Linked DNA regions of Gossypium arboreum: region 1 is linked to region 2. Evidence: chromatin contacts called from public Hi-C data. All regions are on one chromosome and are shown on one strand. Each heading gives the region's core, a stretch centred on a gene start, on an enhancer-like site or on the middle of the called end of the contact. The rest is flanking DNA. Distances are from core to core; before and after follow the strand shown. Region 1 holds the start of LOC108454375. Region 2 holds the start of LOC108481922 (solanesyl-diphosphate synthase 1, mitochondrial-like).

Region 1 (6,704 bases), core at 4,154-6,653, 130 kb before region 2:
TTACCGTGATCGAGATGAATAACCCTAAGCTCGATACCAATTTGTGAAAATAAAATAGAATAAAATAAATAAAAATAAAGAACACATAAATTTTACGTGGAAACCCTTTCGGAAAAAAAACCACGGCAGAGGAGAAGAAAATTCACTATGTCGAAAAATTTTTACTCAAATACAAGAGGAATAGACTATGTCTATTTATAGGCTTGCAAAGCCATATTCTAGTAGGATTGAAACACCTTATCCTAATCAATATAAAATAGATGGAGTTTAATAAGGTTTAAAAATCTTATTCTAAAATAAAATAAAAGAAGTCTAGTTCTATATGGATTTTACTTTTATTTTATTTTCCATCGTTTTTTATTTAAATAAGAATTTGGGTCACTTAATTCTAACAGAATATATGGCTAGCTTTGATAGCATGTTGAATTCGAGTAAATGAAGAAGTAAAAACGATGATTTGATGATGAGAAGATGAATTTTTAGTCTTTGAAAAAACATACCTATAATTATAGTGATGTTACACATAAATAAACTATAACTAACCTTGTTAACTTAGTTAACTTACTACTAAGTAACAACTATTAACAAACTATCCATTGAAGTTGTTAACATGCACTTGTTATTCTCAATACTATTGGTTTGTGACAATGACTTGTTGAGTTAACCTATTAGCATCATGTTTAGGTTTTGAACTTGCGTCCAAACTCATCCCATTTTCTAGTTTAAAATTTGTATGTTTGTTTCAATTTTAATAAACAATTAATAAAATTTAAATTAGAGAATTATTAGAGTAATATAATAATTTTGAAGTCTTATTATTATTATTTTTTGAAAGACGTAATTTTGAAGTCTTCATTATCTCTATACCCATACATTCTCTAAAGTCATTTATATTAATTTCAAATATATGGAATACCATTTGTTATATGCCTACCAACCCTTTTTAATTAATTTTTATATTAAAAAAATGTTAAGGTTAGAAATCCGAAATCATATCTAAACTTAATCATGATGAAAGTAAAATAAAAATGAAAAACTTGATAATTTATTAGTTAAATGATAAAATACCCACTCTCGAAGTTATCGACGTGATTTCTTGATACTTTTATGTGTAACACGGTTAGAGCATTGTTGAATTAATCATGGAAGTGGAACCATGCATGCGTATAAATAAAGAATAAAAAATAGGGTTATATTATGATCATTAACTTTAAATTGGATTTAAGCACCAAGGAGGGTGGGTGTAGGTAATAAAGAAGTCATCAACAATACCCTTGTTCAGTTTTAAGTTGTAGCAATTGGTCAATTTTGAAGTAACATTTTGACCTCGTAATAATAATAATAATAATCATCTTGATAATAGTTGCATATGCTAACAATCATCTTCATTTATAAATTTTATAGTAATAAAGTACCATGATTCAGCACTACCCGCACTTTTAAGCATTTGGCCAAGGGCATTGAGTCAACTCATTTTCTTCAATTTTTTATAGGATGGTAATATAATATATAGACACCCAAGAAAAATGATTCTTCAATTAGGATACAAATGTCGATTTTTATCTCCTTTAGTCACGACTTTTTCTATGTTATTATTAGTTTAGGCTCAATGACCTTTTAACAGGCTGAATTATATAATATAAACTGGTAAAGTTTGTGTGTTATACAAATGTATTAATAAACTACACAACGGCTTTACACTAATACACATGATGGCTTCGTCTTGCAACCAAAGCACATCCAATTATAAAATTAAGCATTTATATTCAATGTATTCTACAAAACACTCATTAAATTATATTATTTTAAAATATTTAATAAAATATATTCATGTGATTTAGTGCCGACAATATATAAATATACCCATAAAATTTTAGTTAATAATTACTTTTTTCAGTGAGAAGGATTTAATTAAATTAATATAAAATATATTAATTTTAACAGCTTTTAAATTTTATATGATCTATTTTTGTTTAAATTTATATTCACTTAGATTATACACTTTTACATTTTAATAAATTAATTTTTAATTATTTGTTTAATGTTTAAGGTAACAAAATTCAACCAATAAATATATATACTTAATGATGTAATAAATATACGATTGATTCTAGATGTATTACTTAAAACTTTTAATTTAAAATTTTAAAATTCTAAAACTAATCTTTGTTAAGTCCCATCAATAAAATTAATTGAGTTTTAAAACTAATACAAGTATATCTATATTTTCTATCTAAATTATTATATATAATCATAGGAAATTTAGTAGTATAATCAATTTGCTTTCCCAATTTTGATCGAGATTTCTAATTGCTAACTTTTGGACACTTGGGAATAAAATGACCATAATTTTAATTAATTTACCAAAAATTGCCAACTTGCTTATCTAGAAGATTTTACAATATTAATGGTAACACCTCATCTCCCACTCCCCCTATTACCAACCACATATACCATTTTCAATGCTTTTTTCTTGGTAACATTTCCCACCTTCTTGCAGAAAACAAGGGTCAAAAGTTATTTCATATAAAGTACTTTAAGTATACTTTTCTTCTTTACCCATTTTGATATATTTGAGGTAAAGTTCTTAGAGAATAATCATTGGTGCTAAATTTTATGCAAAAAGTCATGTTATGATTTGAAAAATTAAGCAACTTACCTATCTTAATGGGTTTATTTATTTATATTTAGAAATTTTAAATAAATTATTATTTTTTATAATTTATGTTCGAGGTTCAGGATTGCCCCTTCTAACAATGTTATCAATAAAGTTCAAATTTTGTTCTCTTTTTGAAAGTGTAATATGTCTTACCAATACACTCAATCATTGTTGGTTAAATTAATATTTTATTATTAATTATAATGGATAAAAGTGATATATATATATATATTCAACTCGTCTATAATAATTTTATTTGTTCCAAGATTTTACTTGTTATATAGAGTTAGTTGTTATACACATATAACAACATAATGTTATAGGAGATAATTATTGTAAACCTATAATAAAATTTATATTGTAACTTTTTCCAAATAAAGAAAGTGAGAACAATGTTCAAAAAAAGAAAGAGGGAATCAAATTAACAAAATTTAAAGATGTATTGTAGGTTCATACATTATTACTTTTATGGATAATTTATTTTACATTTTCACATGATTATAAAAATCATAAATCTAACAAGTTCAATTAATCAAGATGAGTTATCAAATTAAATTACAAGTTATTAAATTCAAGTAATAAATTTATAAGATTATAATGTTCAATTCATAGTAGAATATTTAATTAACTTAATAGTTTATTAAATTAATATCTTTAATTGCAATCCTTGAAAATTATTTTCATTTAATAAAATATGATTAATAGATTTTTTCATGTGAAATTTAAACATTTTATTGAGCAAATATTTTAATTAAGATAATTGGCTTACCTATATGAAATGCCTAAAATTTTAAATAAAATTTATGACAATATGAAGTTATAGAGAACTAATTTAACAAAAATGTATTTCATAACTATATCTGCTACTAATGTATTTCATAACTAAATCTGCTGCTATTATAAGCGAAAAATTTGTTAGAGAAAGTTAAAATAAAACATAAAAATTGGTTCTACTAGAAACTTGGCTATTGTAGCAAAATGATGTTATAACGAGGGTCTCTTATAGAGAGGGATAATTGAATAAATGGATAAAGTCAGAGGGGCTGGCATGGGCCCCGACTCCCTAAAATGTAAAATTACTATTTAGGCCTTTAAATTTTTTTAAAAATTTTAAATTAGTAAAACTAAAATTGCACCTTGGCCCCCTAAAATTATAAAAATTCGATTTAATCCTTTACAAATCATAAAGATATAAACTATAAAAAATAAAAAATTTCATCCAGCCCCCCTAAAAATTTTTCTAGCTTCACCCCTGGATAAAGTAATATTTAATCCTTGAATTTGGTAACTTTTTCTATCTTAGTCCCTAAACTTAGATTATGTTAATGTATGGTGATGTGGCACATATTCTCTTACAAAATTTTTAATATTATTTTGTATTTGTATTATGTATACATTCTTTTTCAAAATTTTAAATTATGACATAGCACAATTTTAAAGTGTCGCGTTATTATACATTAACATAATCCGAATTTGATACTAAATTGAAAAAAATTTCCAATTTTCAAAACTAATGTGGACTAGAAAAAATTAGAGACTAAAAAAAAGGAACTAAATATTGTTTTATCAAAATAAAGAAATTGGATAAAGTTATTTGTGATCCCTTAATTTGGTAAGAAGAAGAAAACTTTTATCAATTAGTTATTAAAATTAGTAACAATTGTTATATTTATCAAATACTAATTTGTATGGTAATTTGCATATGAGAAATGGGTGGAAAAAAGAAAAATGTTACAACGAAAATATCTTGTTGATATACAAGCAAGAAAAATATAAGGCAAGGAATTAATCCAAATATCTTCATGTTGATATAGAAGCAAGAAATTCCCGCTTAAGTGGAAGATTTAGATTTTACGTTTTTAAGTTCGAGACTTATCATATATAGTTATGTTTAGTTTAATTAATCATAACTTGTTAGCTTTAGTTTGAATTGTATAAATTTTTAGTCCATTTATGTTGTAATAATTTTTGAATTGTATTAGTTTTTAGTTTGATTGTATTGTAATAGTTTGATTCTACTGGATGGTTACTCGAACAATCCATTTTATAATAATTTAATGCTTGTTACAATTAAAAACATAAATTTCCTTAAAATTGCATGAAAATGAATTACCAATCCATTTTATAATAGTTTGATTCTACTTGAACTTGTATTTATAATGTATTGTCCTTATTACAATTTAAAACATAAATTTCCTTAAAATGCATGAAAATGAATTACCAATCATACTTTTTAATCTAAAATCTAAGATTTTCGTAGTCTAGTTCTACGTAAATAAACGAAAACAATAATTATTTCAAAAATATTTTTATAAATGATGAAAATTAAATTTGTAACCTCTAAAAATATATTTAAATTAAATAATGAAAGTAATTTTCTATAATCTATAATTAGTATAAAATACGAGTTTGGAAAATTTTTAAACTTACAAAAATATCTTTTATTTTTAATCATATTACTAAATTCACATTTAAAAATAATTATAATATTTAATTTAAAATTATTAATTTAAAAATTAAAATAAAATAAAAGTCGTGATAATTATATATTTAAAATAATTATAATTTAATAAAAGTTGTAATAATTGCATATTTACAAATTAATTAAAATAAAAATCTAAATAATTGATTATTCTAACCAATTCAGTTAATTGAATAAAATAAGAAATCACCATTTCGATTCGGTTTTCTTAAATATTGAGTATCATAATTAGGAAATTATTAAAATCAAACATTTTAGTACGTTTTACGAATTGCCGTTAACGCCACAACAATTTAAATTCCGTCATCGCCCTTCAACACCCTTTATTTTGAAATTTCAACTCAACAAGTGAAAAGGAAGGCAGAATTCCAAATCGCGAAAGCACGCGGCGGCTGCGTTTTCTGCACTTCCCGTTAAATCCAAGATTTGGGTAGTTTAACAGTTAAACGCGGGTGAAAAGGACTGATCCATGCGTCAAGCTCTTATTGGTTTTTTGTTCCCCGATTCTAAGACGTTGGTGTTACGGCTAGATTTAATCGGCACCCCCACAACACATCAACCGTAAAAAAGTTAAAAACAATAAAAAGAATTAAATACTAATAAATTAAAAAATGACGTGTCCCCTGTTTTTCATTTATTATTCATAAAATCTGTTCTTCTCCCACTCTCTTCTTCAATTCAGTTCTTTCTCTTCACAAATTTCCTCTCCCTTTAGGTTTCCTTTCCTTTGCTTCCAAATCAAACAGCTGAGGCCTCTTAGGTACGTTTTTATTTCTTTCCTTCAATTCGTTGCTCTTTAAACTGAGATTTTCCTTGTTTTTTGTTGTTGTTGTTGTTGTTGGTTTTTTTTTAATACATATTTTTTGAATGCGGATTTGGTAGTGTTGGTAAGCTTTCTCTCGTTTGATTGGTGAGAAATGTGAGGAGAAGAAGAGAACATTTCATTTTAGTTTATAAGAATTAAAAAAGGCTGTTTCAGTTTTTTTTTTCCTTCAAAATTTTGGATATTTTCGCGAGAGACTTTAAGAATTGAGATTTGTATTATTTTGTGTTATCCTTCTATATTTTCTCGGCAGCCAAACAAGGGAATAATTCTGATAAATCAATTTGGATAACTGTTTTTAGGTGTGTTTGGTGGAGGTTGTTTTAATTAGTTTCTAGATTTGTTTTTACTTCTAAATTTCTTCCTCATTTTTTGTCAAACGTAAAACAAGACATTCTGGAAATTTAATTTCGAGAGTGCTACAATTTGTTTATTTTATTTATGAAAATAAATTAAGAAAACACTGAAGTCCTTAGTCATTGCTGCAGAGTTTTTGATTGGAGATCTCATACGTGTTTTATTACAGCCCCTGTTTGTATGCTCTGAAGATTGATAGTGATGATGATGGTGACAGTATTGGCAGTGCTGATGCTGATAAATGAGGATGATGAAGAGATTTACTAGTTTTAGGTGTTGATTGATTTTCTGAAAGGGGATTGACTGCTATATGGTTTTCTTTTTTTTGGTAAGCACAGTTTTGCATTTGAAGCAGATGGGTTGAAAGGGTTTGATAGTTTAGA
Region 2 (7,146 bases), core at 4,251-6,750:
TTGGATAAACCAAAAATTCTGAAAATTTTATGGATAGAAGATATATGAGTCTATTTTCAGGGAAAATTAACGGAACTTGATTTGGAGTTTCGTAGCTCCAGTTATAAATGATTTAGTGACTGTTGCTCAGGAAGACAGCTTGCAGTGAAATTATGATTATGTGGTAAACATTGACAAAAATTTGTTAATGAGTTGCTTATTGATTTCTTATAAGCTTACTATGATCTGTAGGTGTGGTTGGCCGAATATTGTAAGGGGTTAATACGTAGTTTGTATTTGAATAGTTAGATTAACGTGTTAGTAATCCAATTGTAGGCGGTTCGTGTGTGGATCTCGTCAGCATATCGTCACAAACAGGTGTGTAACTAACACCCTCTTTCTTAGTCTAGATCGGCAAAAGTCGAAAAGCCGAAATGTCGAAAACCGGTATTTTGTAGATTTGCGAGTGTACGAATGCTCGTGAGGTAAATCGATTAATGTTTTTGGTAAGCTGCAATGTTTGGACTGCAAAGTGCATGATTTCTGTGCCCTCGATATTTTTGGGCTTAATGGGCCAAAATTGGAATGATGGGCCAACGGGCCCAATTCGGTAAGAACCCTCGGTACGTGATTCTGTTAGTACGTGAAAGGTAGGAATATGCATGAAAAACCCTAAAATAGATAAATTACTGAAATACCTTTAAAAGTGGAAAATTTACAGTTTTACCCCTAGTAGATAAATTAAAATACCCCTAGGGTTAAATTGACCTAAATGCATGTTTGATCGTTGTTATTTACTGCATGCCATGATGTTATTATCTGATGCATGGGATTTGGGATATTGACGGAGGAAGTCTTGAAAGTGGCTTGTCCACGTCTTGGAGGCTTTGCCTCAATTTATTGATAACTGAGCAAAGAAGGTCGCAATGTGGAGTGTTAAATTTGGGTGGGTTGAGCTATTCTCCACATGGAATGTATGGCTGGTACGGGTGGAGTGTAGTGGTTGGTGGGTTGAGTAGTCTCCCAAATGGGCTTGCATATGTTTCTTGATGTTGCATGTATTTTGAAATGGGCCTATGGGCCATACATTATCTGAATAAGGGTTAAGGCCCGGTTTATTGTAATCTGAAAAGGGCTCTAGCCAGACCACTTATTACTGAATGGGCTTAGGCCCAATAGGCTTGAGCTGACTTGGGCTTTGAATGGGTTTTCCTTACACCGAGTTTCCCAAACTCACCCCTTTTATTTTCATCCACGCAGAAATCCCCAACCATAGTGGGCTTGGAGTGAGGGAATTGGAGTGGCCACCCATTCGAAAGTTTGATTTTCTTCCGTGAACTGGACATCCTTTTATTTACGTTGAAGTTTTTTGGCTTTTAAATGTAATAAGGTCGCTTAATTATTTTTGATGGTTTTAATATGTATTACTAAGATAGGTAATACTTATTTTAACTGTTGAAATTGGATAGCTTTAGGGTGCGTTTTCAAAAACAACAGTTGATTTCAAAATAACACGACAACAAGCAAAGTTTCCGCAATGAAAGTATTTTTCCAAAATTAATCACTTTTCCTAAAAATGACTTAATCAAATCGGTTTCCCAGAAATATACATGACGTTAAGGTATGGCAATGGCAGATTGCATGTCTAGGATTGGATTCGAAGGGAGTTTGGTACTTAAGCAGTCCGATGGACTCACCTCCTCTTTTTCGGTTTCCTACCTGGTGCATAGCTTCCATTCACCTTAACCCTTAATGAATTAATCTTTTGAACATCAAGTACGATTTTCTGGACTTAGAATGAATTTTTTTTTTTACGTTTTTGATGTGGCATGCCGGATCCGGCCATAACTTCTGGGCCGGGTTTGGGGTGCTACAATCATCCTTTCTATTTCCAATAAAAAAAGTTCTACGATTTGAGCCTAGTTCTATTTTACGGTTTGAACTTAGTTCTGTTTGAGACGAAGTAATATTCATTTAAACCTCTCCCAAAAATGTCAATTTTAAGATTTGAACTTGGTTCAAATACTTGGGGAAGATTACATATCAACTCAGCAAAATTTTGCAATATTAGCCACCAATCTCTTCAATGTTATGATCAAACCAGATTGTATCTTCAGCATAATAACCTCTTAAAATCAGCAAGAATATAACAATAATAACAACCAACAATATCGTTTCAGATGCACCAATTCAATGTATAGAAAATTTGAAATTAATCATAAGTAAAATTACCAGTATTACTTCCCCTTACTCTATTAATTCCCAATCAATTTCCATCATGTTTTTTAAAGGAGTGAGAATGGATGCTACATCAACCATACGGGTTGTAGCTCATGGAACAACAAGCGCTTTTTCTAAAAAAAAAAAAAAAAAACCTAGAAGTTTGTCCAATACTTGATAAATCTTCAATATAATCTCCATCAATTGAAACTTCATGCTTTATGTAAGCATTAATCAAATGCTAATCTTTATAACTAAAACTTGTTCGATTCTTCCTCAGCCAAATTTGCCTATGTGTGGTCTCCTTGTTCTATTTTTTGTTCAAACAGGTTTAACAACCAAGCTAAACTTCTTCCAAATTGGCATCATCTTAAACTTTCTTTCTCCTTATTACATATATGATGTTGTCTAGGTGTTGTTCCATTAAATGTTGCAACTTAGATTGATTGTTCCTTGTACTTCTTCTTCTTTGATCATTCATCAACTTGTAATAATGAGATCTAATATGTTCAGTCTTTCCACAATAGTAGGAAAAAGTAGCAACCATCTTATTAGATCTAATAAAATTTGTAGAAGATATATGTTTCTTACCAAGTTTGTTACAACTAGGTTCGGATCTCCCAACAACTAAGATATCTTCATTTTGCCTTTCATATCTTTTCAGAATGGCTTTGGTATCATTTTAACTCTTACTCATTTTCTTTCAAAGTAGTATATGTTTTAGCAATCAACTCATCATTTTCTTTGATAGTTTCATCAAGCATTGTGTTAGCTTTCTTAAGATTGACGATAATATCATCTTTTTCTTTGATTATAGATTCAACCCTTTATTTTTCTCCTTTGAGAATAGTAACTTCTTCCCTCAAGGACTCCTTTAATTGGCACAACATTTCCACATTCTTCAACATTTAGTTGAACGCTTCCTCTTGGTTGTTGAAAGGAACATCATTGTTGTAGTCTAAGTTTGATGCCTTAATCACCAAAGGTGGATGTAAGATAGAATTACCTTTCCTCCTAGACTTAATTATCGAAACCATAGCTTAGGATCTCTTTAAAGTGCATTTAAAGTTTGCTTTGATACCAATTGAACAAGCCTTTGATTTGCACTTCGTTTCAAATATTATTCAAACTGATCACTTGGTTGGCTGCAAAACAATTTTGTTCTAACAAAGAATGGGACAAAACAAAATTTTAGCAAGTAGAATAAGATGCAAAGTAATGAGAGAAATAACATGTAATATTTGTTAACGCAGTTCGGATTCACTAATCCTACTCTACGGAGCCTCGACTAGGGAATGATTTTATTTAACAATTTGTTCGGAACAACTATTGGTTAAAGCTCAAACTAACCTTTACACACACAAATATCTGCAATGACAAAGTCAAACCCAAATAGTTACAAACCACTCTCCAAAATACCTCACTTACAACCAAAGTAAACTCTTCAAAGAATGCCTAAAAGAGAGTTAAATATAACCACAAGAAAGACACAACAAAGTTGACAACTAAGGAACTCCAAATCTTTGCACATTAAGGTCACCAACTTGCTGCCTATTTATAGGCCTCTTCAATTGATCATCCAGTAGTGTTTTAATAAGCTTTAAACTCTCCTTTAAAATATCTTGAGTATTTATCATATAAAAGTCTTCATAAATAAGCTCCTTAGCTTCAAACACTCTTAAAGATAAGGATAAATATGCGTATCCACAAAAGTTCAAACTGCTCTCATTCCTCTTCAAGACTAATCGAATGGATAATGATTATATTCTAATTTACCATGAAATTCCTTTATCATTTGCTATTAACTAATATTAAAACAAAAGGCATTAAAAGTCAAATATGTCACCACCAAAAACTTTAATTACTCAAAACAACTTGTTTTAACTATTGTTCGAACAAGGCAATCAAAGTTTCCAACAACTTTTTTATAAAAAATTCATAAAATTTTCACAAACGTGTCAATAAGAAAAATTTTAAAAATTTTAAGAAAACATAAATTAGTTGATGCCGGATGAAGAGCATGATCAAACTTAAATAATATCTAAGTGTAGTGGGGTTTTTTAAACTTGTTGAACTACCTCATGTACCCATATAGTTGTCATAATATATTGAACAAATGATGTTAACTTTTTCATGATGCTCAATAAATATTTGAGACGTGAAAATTTTAATATTTAACACTTGAAGATGATTTTTATAAAAGTAGAAAAAATAAAAATATTTTTGTAACGTTTCATAAAAATCTAAAAGTTAAGAAAATAATTTTATAATGTTTTAAAAATTATAATTTTATAAAAAAACTTTATAAAAATGGTCTTAGGAATCAAAACTTTTATAATCTTATAAAAAAATCAAAAGCATGAAAATATTCATTGGACCATGTAATTTTTTATAAAAATAAAATATATAATTTTCATCCACAATATTTTAGATTTTTAATTTTTTGTGATAAATTTTAAATTTTTTACCATCATCACCTATCAAATATTTATTAAACAACAAGAAAAATTCTAATATCATTTGTCTCGAAATCATTTTTTAATGGAAACTATACCATTTATTCCACAAACCAAATGTTCATTAAACAACATGAAAATTTTAATCTCATTTGTCTCGGGAACCATTTTATTTAATGAAAATTAGACCTGTTCGTGGGTTTGAAGCTACCTACTCAGGCCTGTCCAAAATTTGGTAGAGTCTAGGCATAAATATTAGACCGAAAAATGGGCTTGGGCAAAAAAACTAAGCTCGTTTAAAATTTTAGTTGAACTTGAGCTTGAACATTTAAGGCTCGAGCCTAGCCCAATGTATTTTTGAGTTTATAATAGTTTTTATTATGTAATTTATGACACGTAAAGAAATAAATTTATACTAAATAGATAATATTACTCTAATGTAAGAATTAAAATAATGTTAAGATGATTATATAAAAATTAATAAATAAAAATATATAAAATTATTAAATATTAAATTAAAATAATATAGACAGACTTAAAATAGGCTTAAATAAATCTTTTACAAATCTGAACGGACTTAGACAAAATTTTAAATTCATATTTGAGGTTGAATTAAGCTTAGACAAACATAAAGTAAACTAATATTATACTTGATATCAACTCAACCCATAAACATCTCTAACGAAAACTATATTACTAACTAACCGAATATTCATCGAACAATATAAAAATAATTATGAGTAAATAGTTAATATTCTGTCAAATATTTGATAGATTGAAAATGTAGTACAAGTCAATTTACGAAACATTTAAATTCCCAAAATATTTAATGGCAAGTATATTGTTAAAAGTCAATCACATTTATCTCATGAACTATTTTATGTAATCAAAACCATACATTTCAAGAACCATTTTATGTGATGGAAACCAAACATAGGAATCAAAAATCAACATTAAGCTAAGTACCAAAAAGGTATATTTCCCTGAAAATAGAGTCAAACAGAACAAATTACCGTTTGAATCAAAGGAAGTTAAAGCCGCCGACCCGAAACCTTTGGAAATACAATTTGCAGATCTTTGTTTAATTGCTTCCAATCACAAAAACCCTAGACTAACGCCGACCCTTTCACTGATATGGCGAGGGCTGCTCTTCTTCATTTGTTAAGATACCGCACGGCTTCCGCCGCCGCAGCTGCAGAACCTCTCTCCGCCTTTAGATGCGTAAGTTTTCAATGACTTTCTCTTTTATTTTGTTTTCTTTCGTGGTTCATTTGATTGGTTCGTATTTCCTAAATTGATGTTTTTTTTTTCTTTTCAATTGCTTATATAAGCAACTGATGACTAGAAGCAATAGTAAGACACCAGCAGCAGGGATTAAGTGGGCAGGTTTTTGCAGACCTTTCAGGTCCAATGGGTTCCATCTTTTTCTTTTTCTTTTGGCTTTTTAATTTCTTTGAATAGGGTTTAAATTGATTTGTTTTAACTAGTGGATGCTGTTTGTTTGCTCAGCTCAAAAGCTGCTCTAAATGATGTTATCGGTAATGATACGGATTCCAGCGTGGCAGTCATGGAACCACAGGTAAGAATATTGAAAGATCAATGGAAGTTACTGCTGCTAGTAATTATTAATGTCATTCGAAGTTGTTATGTTTTTCCATATGATATTTCAATAAGATTCTTCGGGCGTCCAGTGGTCTTTCTGATGTATCATATGAAAGCAGTGATTATATAAAGACAGTGAAAATAGAGAAAAGAGAAGAGACAGAGTGAGGGGCGAATAACTTCTGGTTTCAATTTCCAACTAAAGTTTACAATTAAACTATCTATAATCTGGCATTATCTGTGTAATAAACAGGGGAATTGCATGAATTACCTTAATTGTAAATGGAAACCATAGGTGGGTCTGTTCTATATCTAGATAGTGTACCGTTATCAGCTTTTCCACCTTGTTCATTCTTTTTCTGGTTATGAAGGGGGGGGGGTTACTGTTATATAGTATTTCAATTTCACCAATGGTTATTATGTCAGATTGTCTGATGGTTATTTTGCTATTTCTGTATCATAGTAAAACAGCTTTAAGAAATGGGTCAATGCACTTAACTTGGCAATTATTCCCTCATTGGGGCTTGAACTTGTTTTTTCCAAGTTAGTCCCTTAACTTGGTAATTGCTCTCACATTGGGGCTTAAACATTTTTTTCCAAGTTAGTCCCTGAACTTTTTTTGGGTCCAAGTTAGTCCATGATATTTCTTATAAAAAAGTTGGACCGAAAAAAAGTTTAGGCCCCAATGTAGGAACAATTGCCAAGTTTAGGGACTAACTTGGAAAAAAAGTATTCAAGCCACAATGAACAATGCCAAGTTCAGGCCTCAAATAGTGCATTAACCCTTGAGAAATTTATGTTGTCGGTGTCTCTTGAAATTTGGATTAAGTCTGGAAGTGTCACAAAATGTCCCAGGTTGAACACTTTCTTTTTTCTTATTTTGGAAGAA

What was found. Hi-C and Micro-C count contacts between places; a contact is called where the count stands out from the background.
Region 1: a contact with region 2 is called in a Hi-C map of leaf, with 2.5 times the contacts expected there. The contact joins the promoter of LOC108454375 here to the promoter of LOC108481922 in region 2. A contact is called at or near these places in 3 of 5 Hi-C or Micro-C datasets (all in leaf).

Annotation. Positions count from the first base shown.
Region 1 is chr7:86,186,924-86,193,627 of ASM2569848v2, reverse strand. LOC108454375 reads left to right here and starts at 5,403. Exons shown (of 8, transcript XM_017752820.2): 1 at 5,403-5,901; 2 at 6,491-6,704.
Region 2 is chr7:86,057,936-86,065,081 of ASM2569848v2, reverse strand. LOC108481922 (solanesyl-diphosphate synthase 1, mitochondrial-like) reads left to right here and starts at 5,500. Exons shown (of 13, transcript XM_017785037.2): 1 at 5,500-5,876; 2 at 5,987-6,060; 3 at 6,165-6,234. The coding sequence starts at 5,790.